Linked DNA regions of Mus musculus: region 1 is linked to region 2. Evidence: chromatin contacts called from public Hi-C data. All regions are on one chromosome and are shown on one strand. Each heading gives the region's core, a stretch centred on a gene start, on an enhancer-like site or on the middle of the called end of the contact. The rest is flanking DNA. Distances are from core to core; before and after follow the strand shown. Region 1 overlaps Prpf3 (pre-mRNA processing factor 3). Region 2 overlaps Arnt (aryl hydrocarbon receptor nuclear translocator).

The links. A called contact is a pair of places that touch in the nucleus more often than the background predicts.
Region 1: a Hi-C map of bone marrow-derived macrophages shows a contact between it and region 2, with 21 read pairs. The contact joins two enhancer-like sites. A contact is called at or near these places in 7 of 484 Hi-C or Micro-C datasets (bone marrow-derived macrophages, cerebellum, cortical neurons and 3 more), 1 of 115 datasets of contacts at active chromatin or transcription factors (craniofacial prominence) and 3 of 9 other capture datasets (adipose tissue, liver and pancreatic islet).

What each region holds. Positions count from the first base shown.
Region 1 is chr3:95,838,395-95,843,427 of GRCm38.p6, forward strand. It overlaps Prpf3 (pre-mRNA processing factor 3), which reads right to left. Exons shown (of 16, transcript NM_001316751.2): 9 at 2,276-2,355. Among named protein-coding and RNA genes, the nearest start is that of Prpf3, 15 kb to the right of the region's middle. Within about 2 kb of position 1,342, at least 5 of the 459 cell types and tissues checked have an H3K27ac peak or open chromatin away from gene starts, as enhancers often do. A contact at or near this core is called in bone marrow-derived macrophages, where this site is marked.
Region 2 is chr3:95,456,376-95,460,972 of GRCm38.p6, forward strand. Arnt (aryl hydrocarbon receptor nuclear translocator) reads left to right here. Exons shown (of 22, transcript NM_001037737.2): 4 at 4,002-4,046. Among named protein-coding and RNA genes, the nearest start is that of Arnt, 24 kb to the left of the region's middle. Within about 2 kb of position 2,931, at least 24 of the 459 cell types and tissues checked have an H3K27ac peak or open chromatin away from gene starts, as enhancers often do. A contact at or near this core is called in bone marrow-derived macrophages, where this site is marked.

The sequences.
Region 1 (5,033 bases), core at 92-2,591, 380 kb after region 2:
CACACCAGAAGAGGGCATCAGATCTCATTACGAGTGGTTGTGAGTCACCATGCTGGGATTTGAACTCAGGCCTTCAGGAGAGGAGTCAGTGCTCTTACCAATTGAGCCACTTAGCCATCCCCAATCCCCCCATCTCTTTTCGAGAGCTGACATTAAAAGTGTATGGCACCATACTTGGATTATGTAGGGCTGAGATCCAACCTAGGAGTTAATGCATGCTAGACAAGCATTCTACCAACTGAGTTATATTCCCAGTTTCAGAAACCCTGGAAGCCTTTTAAACTTGACTTGTTTTGTATGTGTGGTGTGCAGACACGCATGCATATCCACATGTATGTACCTGTGTGTATGTAGACCAGAGGCTAATTGGAGTCTTCCTTGACTGTTGTCCACTTTGTACACTGAGGCAGGATGCTTGTTCTAGGGATTGTCTGTCTCTCACATCTGTGTAGCAAGTGCTTTACCCAATGAGCCACCCCTATCTCTTGAAATTAAAACTTTTTGATGATTACATTTTCAAATTCCCACATGAGAAATGCTCAAATGCTATGAAAATGTCTAAAAGACTGAAAAAGCAGCATCTGAAAAACTTTTGTCCCAAGCATTTAAGACAAAGGATGTCCGACCGTTATTTCAAGGTCTCGATATATTCTTCTGTACTTACTGGAACTATGGCCAAGTGAATGTCACTATGGTACTATCTCAGTTCATCCTGAGGGAAAGTATTAAAATCCTTTAAGATCTATTTATCTCTCTTCTGTTTGTTTGTTTAAAACAGGTTTTATGCACCCCAAGTTGGCTTCAAACTTAGAAGTGATTTATCTACATCAACTTCCTGATACTAGGATTATAAGAGCATCATCATTATGCCCTGCCAGTAAGCATGTACCCTGTAAAGAAGGCATTCAGCTGTTCTATGGAAAAATTCTTCAAGTTCTAAGTGACTAACTGAAGGCACTCACCTACGGAAACCAGACCCACAACTACAACCTTTGCTGTCTTTATCTTAAAGTACATATGGTAATCAAGTAAGCAAAAATGTTCTCCTTTTGAGATAGATAAGAGTCTTCATTTGTATCCCATGCTTACATCGAATCACAATTCCCCACAATGCTGGGGTCACAGACCCAATCAGCTAAACCACCTATCTCTTTTAACCAAACTAACAGACTTAACTATAAAAAAAAAATCAATAAAATAAAAAAGGGGGAAAGAAGACTGAATAAAGTCAAAGATCACAAATGGGGCCAGCAACATGTGACTCACATACATACACATGGGGTGACCATTGCTAGAATTTTACTAAGAAATCCCAAGTGATTTGGGGAAGTGAAAGAATGCGCACATCTCCCATTTATCAGTGTCTCAGGCTAGAGACCTTTGCATTTCTAACAGACTCCTCACTCCACAACCCTTACCCTACCCAGACACAGGAACAAATAGGCTTATATTCCATAACAAGTAACCTAAATAATATAGTAGTGCCTATGTTGGGCACCCAAAGAGTTAGCTAGATTTTGTTGCTTTAATGCTAAGAATGCTAAAGGAAGCCAGGACATGAAAACAACCAAAACAGATGGGAGGAGGGGGACAAGGTGGGCACATCTCTAATCCCAGTACTCAGGAGGCAGAGGCAGGAGGATCTCTAAAAATTCCTGACAATCATGGTCTACATAGTGAGACCCATTCTCAAAATAAACAAATAATATACCAAAATAAATAAAAAGTTCAGCTTGTAATACCCACAAATTAATATCAATGTCTCTCAGTAGCCACTAGCCAGCTCTGCCATTTTACTTAACTAAAATTTAAAATACAAGGGGACTGCAAAGGTGGCCAGAGAACATTGGCTGCTCTTCCAGAGGACCAAGGTTCAATTCCCAGCACCCATATGGCAGCTCATAACTGTTTACAACTGCAGTTCTAGGGAATCCAACACATAGATAATACATGCAGGCAAAACACCAATGCAAATAAAAAATAAATCATTTAAAAAAAATCACGCCGGGTGTGGTGGCGCACGCCTTTAGTCCCAGCACTCGGGAGGCAGAGGCAGGCGGATTTCTGAGTTCGAGGCCAGCCTGGTCTACAAAGTGAGTTCCAGGACAGCCAGGGCTACACAGAGAAACCCTGTCTCGAAAAAACAAAAAAACAAAAACAAACAAACAAAAAAATCACCTGTGGCTATAGGTTGGAAAGCACAGACAGAAAGCTCATGCATTCTGTGGCTAATGCTGCGTGATCTAGAACCTTAGTTGGATAATCTGTACATTACCTGGAGGATTAAGCTGGGCTGGATGTTCAACAAGATTTGTGATTCCAAAATAATCTTCTCTCTTGGGATTTTCCTCTGTACTAAAATTGGAGGAAGAAGAGAAAACAAGATATGTGGGTAGAGATGATATAAAAAATAGCCTAGACAACAAACAACCAAACAGAATAGTTTAGAAACATAATGAAAAAATATCCATTTTCTATCTGTTCTACTATATTATGTACTACCTATATCATTTACTTAGGTTACACATAACTTTCCAAACAAGAAGTCTCATGAAACTTGCACATGTTGGGGCTGGTGAGATGACATGGTAGTTAAGAGCACTGGCTGTTCTTCCAGAGGATTCAGGTTCAATTTCCAGCAATCACATGGCAGCTCACAGCTGTCTCTAACTCCAGTTCTAGGAGACCCACCATCCTCATTCAGACATACATACAAACCACCAATGTTGCACATCTTTATACCAGTCATTCTCAATCTTAATCTCAGCTTCGATATCCCTGACAGGCAGCCTATTTTCTTTTTTTGATAAATTTTCATTTTATGTGCACTGGTGCTTTGCCTGCATGTATGTCTGTGTACAGGCGCCAGATCCCGCCTCACACAGATCCCCAGAACTGGAGTTAAAAACAATTGATAGCTGCCATGTGTGTGCTGGGAATTGAATTTAGGTCCTCTGGAAGAGCAGTCAGTGCTCTTAACCACTGAGCCATCTCTCCAGCTCCAAATATATTTTCTGATTAGCAACAATGAGTCACCAAGAAACAAGCTGACAAATAAATGGTTTGAAAAGTAAAAAAGGTTATGACACAGGCTGCTAAAGCCATTATCAGAATAAAGAAACAGATGCATAGTTCTCCAATAAAGCTTTTGTCATGTGTATATTGCGCATGTGTGTGCACATTTGAATGGAGGCCAAAAGAGCTGACACTGAGTGACTTGCTCAATCGTTCTCCACCTTATAGACTGGCTTGCCAGTAAACTGGAGGGATCCTCCTATCCCTGTCCTCCCTAGTACTGGGATTACAGGTCCAAACCATTATATAATTCCTGGTATGCTCACACCTGTTCCCTTTCCCTCTCCCCACCTCCTCCACACACACACACACACACACACACACAGGTTATTTTGTGTTCTGCATGCAATTATGTATGTGTACTATATATGTGCCCGGTACTTGCAAAGATCAGAGGAGGGAGTTGGATTCCCCTGGAACTGGAGTTACAGGTGGTTGGTTGTAAGCCATCATTTGGATGCTGAGTTAATTTAATTAAATGCTCTTTTTTTTTTTTTAAGATTTATTTATTTATTATATGTAAGTACACTGTAGCTGTCTTCAGACACTCCAGAAGAGGGGGTCAGATCTTGTTACAGATGGTTGTAAGCCACCATGTGGTTGCTGGGATTTGAACTCCGGACCTTCGGAAGAGCAGTTGGGTGCTCTTACCCACTGAGCCATCTCACCAGCCCCTAATTAAATGCTCTTAATTTCTGAGTTCCCATACCAGGCTTTTTAACTAGTGAAATCATATCCTAGACTAAACAGAAAGTAATAGTTTACCAACTGAGCAAACTTAGTTACACTAAGCTAATAAAAGTTTATTATTATTATTATTGGACCAATAAATTTCGAACCTTTGTCCAATAGGTAGGGATATAATTCTGTAGTAAAGCACTTACTTAAATTGCATGAGGTTCTGAGTGCTACTATAGTGTATTACTGATACTTCAAAAAAATGCCAGGAGTGACAGTACACACCTTTAATCTTAGTACCCAGGAGACAGAGACAGAGACAGGTGGATGTCTTTGAGTTTAAGGACACTCTACATAGTAAGTTTCAAGTCAGCCATGGCTACATAGTGAGACTCTATATCAAAATCTCTCCCTGCAAAACAAAAAACAAACCTACGAAAAGAAAAAGAATGAGAGCTGAAAGATGGCTCAGTGGTTAAGAGCACTGACTGCTCTTGCAGAGGTCCTGAGTTCAATTCCCAGCAACCACATGGTGGCTCACAACCATCTGTAATAGGATCCAGTGGTGCCCTCTTCTGGTGCGTCTGAAGACAGCTACAGTGTACTTATATATAAAATAAATAAATCTTATAAAAAAACAAAAACAAAAACAGAGAATCCCACTACAAACCTAAAAAAAAAAAAAAAAAGAATGAAAAGTAATCAATTACTAAATAAAGCAAGAGGACCAGAGAGATAGCTCAATGGCTAAAAACACTTCTATTCTACTAGGCTGGGAGGTGGTGTTGAACACCACTACAAAGTTTTCAGGGATATCTAGAAAAAACATGTCAAAAAAAAAAAACCCAAAACACCCAACAACAATAAAGCCATCAAAAAATAAAAAAAACAACAACAACAAAAAAGCAAAACCAATTAACTAACCAACCGACCAAAATAACCCACTTCTGCTTTTCCAGAGGCCCTGGGTTCAGTTCCTAGCACTCACACAATGACTTGTCAAAAGGTCTAACTCCAGGTCCAGGGGATCTGACCCTCTTTTCTGACCTCCTCAAGCACTAAGGAAACATGTGGTGCACATACATACACATGCAGGCTATTCAGGCAAAACATTCACACATGGGCTGGAGAGACGGCTCAGTGGTTAAGAGCACTGACTACTCTTCCAGAGGTCCTGAGTTCAAGTCCCAGCAACCACATGGTGGCTCACAACCATCTGTAATGGGACTCAATGCCCTCTTGTGGTGTGTCTGAAGACAGCTACAGTGTACTCACATACA
Region 2 (4,597 bases), core at 1,681-4,180:
TGTATAGCCAGACCTTATCTATACAAGATTAAAAAAACCAAACAAAACAATAATACCCCCAGCCAAGTATGGTACCTGTAATTCCAGCACTGGGGTAATGGCAGCAGCTTAGTGAGTTCTACCTTAATCAAGTTACATAGGAAACAGTTTCAAAAAGATAAGACAGAAATGACAGCAGCTGTGCTCTTGATGCTGCACAGTGGTTAAAATAGGGCTACAGTGTAGCTCAGTGGTGAAGCGTGTGCTTAGCGTGTGCACGGCCTGGGCTTCATTCCCAGCACTACTCTGCGTGTGTGTACTAAGAAGGAAATTCTGAATTTTATTCATCCAGTTCAGTTAGTGTCCATGGATAGACAGCGATAGTAACTGTATAGGCATGCCTTTGTTGCTAGTGTAGGGGAAGAAAGACCTTCCTTTTCTTCTAAGCATTTTGATGACCAAGTTGATAAGACAAACTGACTGGAGGCAGGTAAACAGAAGAGGTAGATAGACTAATATGTGGTCTAAGAGTAGCCTAGCTGCCCAAAGGGAAAACAGTAAGTGTGCAGTCAGTGAAATTGGAGAATTTATATGGTCTCATAGGAATGGCAACATAGGCAACTCAGTAGAAGATTCACAGATACGATGAATGGGCATTTGAGTAATGGGTGATAGTTGTGGCACAGTTTGCCTTGATCTATAGTTGTCTCTTGACCTCCTGTCCTTTGGTTGAGTACTCTTTCCAGGTTGATAAATCTTCCTAGAGGGTATTTGTGGCTATAAGAGAACTTAATGAATGTGTGTGTGTGTCATTGTGTGTTTTAAACATTTTGCGTGTGTGTGTGTGTGTATCTTGACACATGTGCTACACATGTATGAAGGTCAGAGAAAACTTGGAGGAATAGGTATCCGCGCCCTCCCCCTTCACCGCCCCCCCCCCCTCCCATGTAGGTTCTGGGAACTCAGATCAGCAGGCTTGGCAGCAAATGTTTTATCTATTGAAACATCTCACCACTTACCTCCATTTTGTTTGACAGAATCCCACTTGGTAATCCAATCAAGCCTTGTATAGCCCAGGCTTTACACAAATGTACGGAGAGCCTCTTTTCTCAGAGGCTACTGTAGGCTCAAGCCACTACACCCTGCTTAGCACTTGTTTTTGTTTTGTTGTAAATAGGTCTGACTCTGTAGCTTTGGCTGGCCTGAAACTTCCAGAGGTCTGCCTGTCTCTGCCTTCTAATTCTGGGAATAAAGTTGTGACCCCTAACACAGTATTGTTTTTTCACATTCTTTCTAATCTGAATAATCAGTAGACTAGAGCATTGAGGTATTTTCTGACTCCTTTGAGTTAAAGTCTATCTCTTCATGTGCTGCGCCTCTTGTGGGGAGGACAGTAATCAGCTAGACAGATGAGAGCACTTCAATAGGACAGGGGTATTCACACTACTGCTGTGTAACTGAGGCCCATATTAGACTGAAGACCTCAAGACTTTGGGGGAGGACACATTTCATCTTTAGGCTGACGTGGTGAAAAGGAAGTGAAATGGGATGTTAGCTAGAGAGGCTTCCTAGAAAAGGAAAGGGAAGTACAAAGACCGGAAGCAAGACGGGAAGAATGTAGCTGCTGTTGGGAACACAGAGTCCTTGCTTGTAGGCCACAGTTAGGAGGGAAGTAGGAATCCCCAGAAGGCAGTAGCCAGGAGCTTTACCATCTTGGAGAACCTTTCTCAGAGGAAGAGTTAGGGAGTAGTCTTGTTTCAATTTAATGCTTTTGTTTGTTTGTTTTACACCAAACATAGATTACTTTCAAAGTTGGTAAAAGCAAATTTAAAAATGAAAGGGGGAAAAATGCCAAAAGACATGGAGAGGCATTTCTCCAAAGAAAAGATACAAATGGCCAAGAAGCATGTGAAAGGTTGACATTAGTAATCATTCAGAGATATTTAGGAGGTATACAAGTCAAAGATAACATTTATATCCAATCCAGAGACCACTATCAAAACCAAAACAAAATCGGAGCTAAGTCTGGAGACTGATACCCACCAGCCTCCCATGGGTAGAGGGAACCCAGGGCTGCACAGGGAGCTCCTGTCTCAAAAAGACACAAGTAACCCCCCAGAAAATAACAAAATTGCTAGAGAAGTGGAGGAATCGGAACAGTTATACACTGTGATATTGTAAAATGGTACAGTCACAATGGAAGAGAATATGGTGCCACTTTACAAGTTACAGCTCAGGGTCACTTGCCTCACAAGCTTAAAAGATTCGATTGCTCATACTAAAACTTTGTATATTAGCTTTTTTCTGAAGACTTTAGAAATTTTTATTTTTATATGTGTGTTTTGCCTACATATGTATCTTGCACAGTATGTGTGCCTGGTTCCTAGACCTGGAGTTACAGACAATTGTAAGCTGCCAGGTGGGTTCTGAGAACTGAACATGGGCTCTCTGCATGAACAACAAGTGCTTGTAATCATTGAGCTCTCTCTCTAGCCCCTAAATGAATTAGTTTTGAGCTAGGTATGATGGCACATACATATAATCCCAACACTTGAGGCTTATGTAAAAGGATCGCTGTGAATTCAAGTCTGAGCTGCTCTCAATAATTACACACAGAGACCTAACGCATAGAGTGCTTTTGAGGTGACTGATCTCGGAACCCACACTGTGAAAGGATAGAGTTGTTCTTGAAAGTTGTTCTCCACCTCCATATCTGCCCTGTGGCTGCAAACACAAGTTTGGTTTTGATGGCCTGAAACTTGCTGTCTAGACCATGCCGACCTCCAACTTGAACTGATCCTCTTTGAACTTGCATTCTGCATGCAGGGGTTCAGTTGTGCACAATTTATATTTTCATACATATATATAAGGCATTGTATACCCCACCCCTCACCCTGGGACATCCTCTTCTCGATAGTCCCCTTCCTTTTCCCAACTAGTTCCTCTTCTACTTTCGTGACCTTTTTTTTTTTTTCTTTTTCTTTTGGAGTGGGATGTTTCATTAGGGTTGCTTACCAGTAGTATGTGTGAGTGATTACACTTTCCTCGGGGCTACAACAATGAAGAAAAGCTCTCCCAGCAACTAACTGCTTATAGATCCTCAAGGGGGTTTGTGGCTTTGTGAACTCCTCCCCCCTTCTATGCTAGGATGTTGTGTAGTTTTTGTAGTCACAGCTGTTGTGAATTCAAGTATGCATTGCTCATGTCATTTCAGAAGGCAGTGTTCCACAACAGTCTGCCCTTTCTCTTAACTCAGAGTGTTAACTCTTATGCAATGGTCCCTGACCCTTGGAGGCTTTGGCTATCTCTTTCCCATCCCCCATTCCTTGTGGAGTGTTGCTGTGTTGCTCAGACCAGCCTCCTACACCTGGCTCAAATGTTCTTTTCTCTCAGCTGCCTAAGTAGGCCTAAAGAACTGCAGGCACATGCTACCACACCCAGCTTAAAGCAGGGTCAAAATATGGGTATTAGATGAATACCCATATTTATGATCCTGTTTTTCACAGAAGAATGAAAACATGAAAAATATACCCACACGCTGTTCTATTGGTTTTTTGATTTTTGTTTTTGTTTTTGTTTTTTTAAAGCTACAATTAAAAAACAAACAAACTGAGTCAGGCTTAGTGATTGACACCTGTAATAAGCAATTGGGAGGCAGAGGCAAAGGGTCTGTAAGTTGAGAGTGAATGCCAGACTAGCCAGTGCTACATAGCTGTCCCCATCTCAAAAAAACACCCCCCCCCCGGAAAAAAACCAAACAAAAACCCCAAATATATTCCCAACTTTAGAGAAATCACAAGACATTTCATGTTTTCATCATACCATCTTTCTGTGTGTGGTCACTGAGACATGATAGTCATCGGCTCTCAGTGTTCTCTCAGATGCTATTAGTGTCTGCTGCTTTGTGGTGCTGGTCCATTATCTTTCCCTGTTGAGTAGTTTTATTTATTTCTAGTTTTTATTTCAGAGCGGAGTAGATATAAGTACAAGGGTTTGAATTAATCCCTGCCCTTTCTTTTCAGATGCGATGATGACCAGATGTGTAATGACAAAGAGCGGTTTGCCAGGTAATGTACTAGAATTCTTGTCCTGGTTATGGGATCAAGCAGTCTAAATGTTGGATTTAAATTTTATCTAGGTGAGAGTGAATTTCTCTGGTTAGTCTCCTCCTCTTCTGAAGTTTGAAACAGCCTGGAATTTATGCATGCTCATTGACTTGAAGCTAGGTATATTTAACATAATGTTTCTCTCATGCATGCAAGTTTTAGTAATGTGTATATTGCATCTACAGGATCACAAACTGTAGACTTCTTGGGCATATTATATTTGTACAAATACAGAAGAATCTTTTATAGAAAATGGTTTATTCATTTAAATGAGTTTTTATTCTGGATACCAAACTTAAATTTGTTTAAGTAACTGTCAGAAGATTATGAAATATACTGATTTTACTTTTTTTTTCTCCTCCCACCCCTGATTTTACTTTTTATTAAAGAGTAATCATTCTCAACTCATATACTGGTTTTACTTTTAGAAAATTCTTGCTGTAAGTTACTCTTTTAAAAAGAGGGGAGGGTGTCATGGGGCTGGAGAGATGGCTCTATGGGTAAAAGTGCTT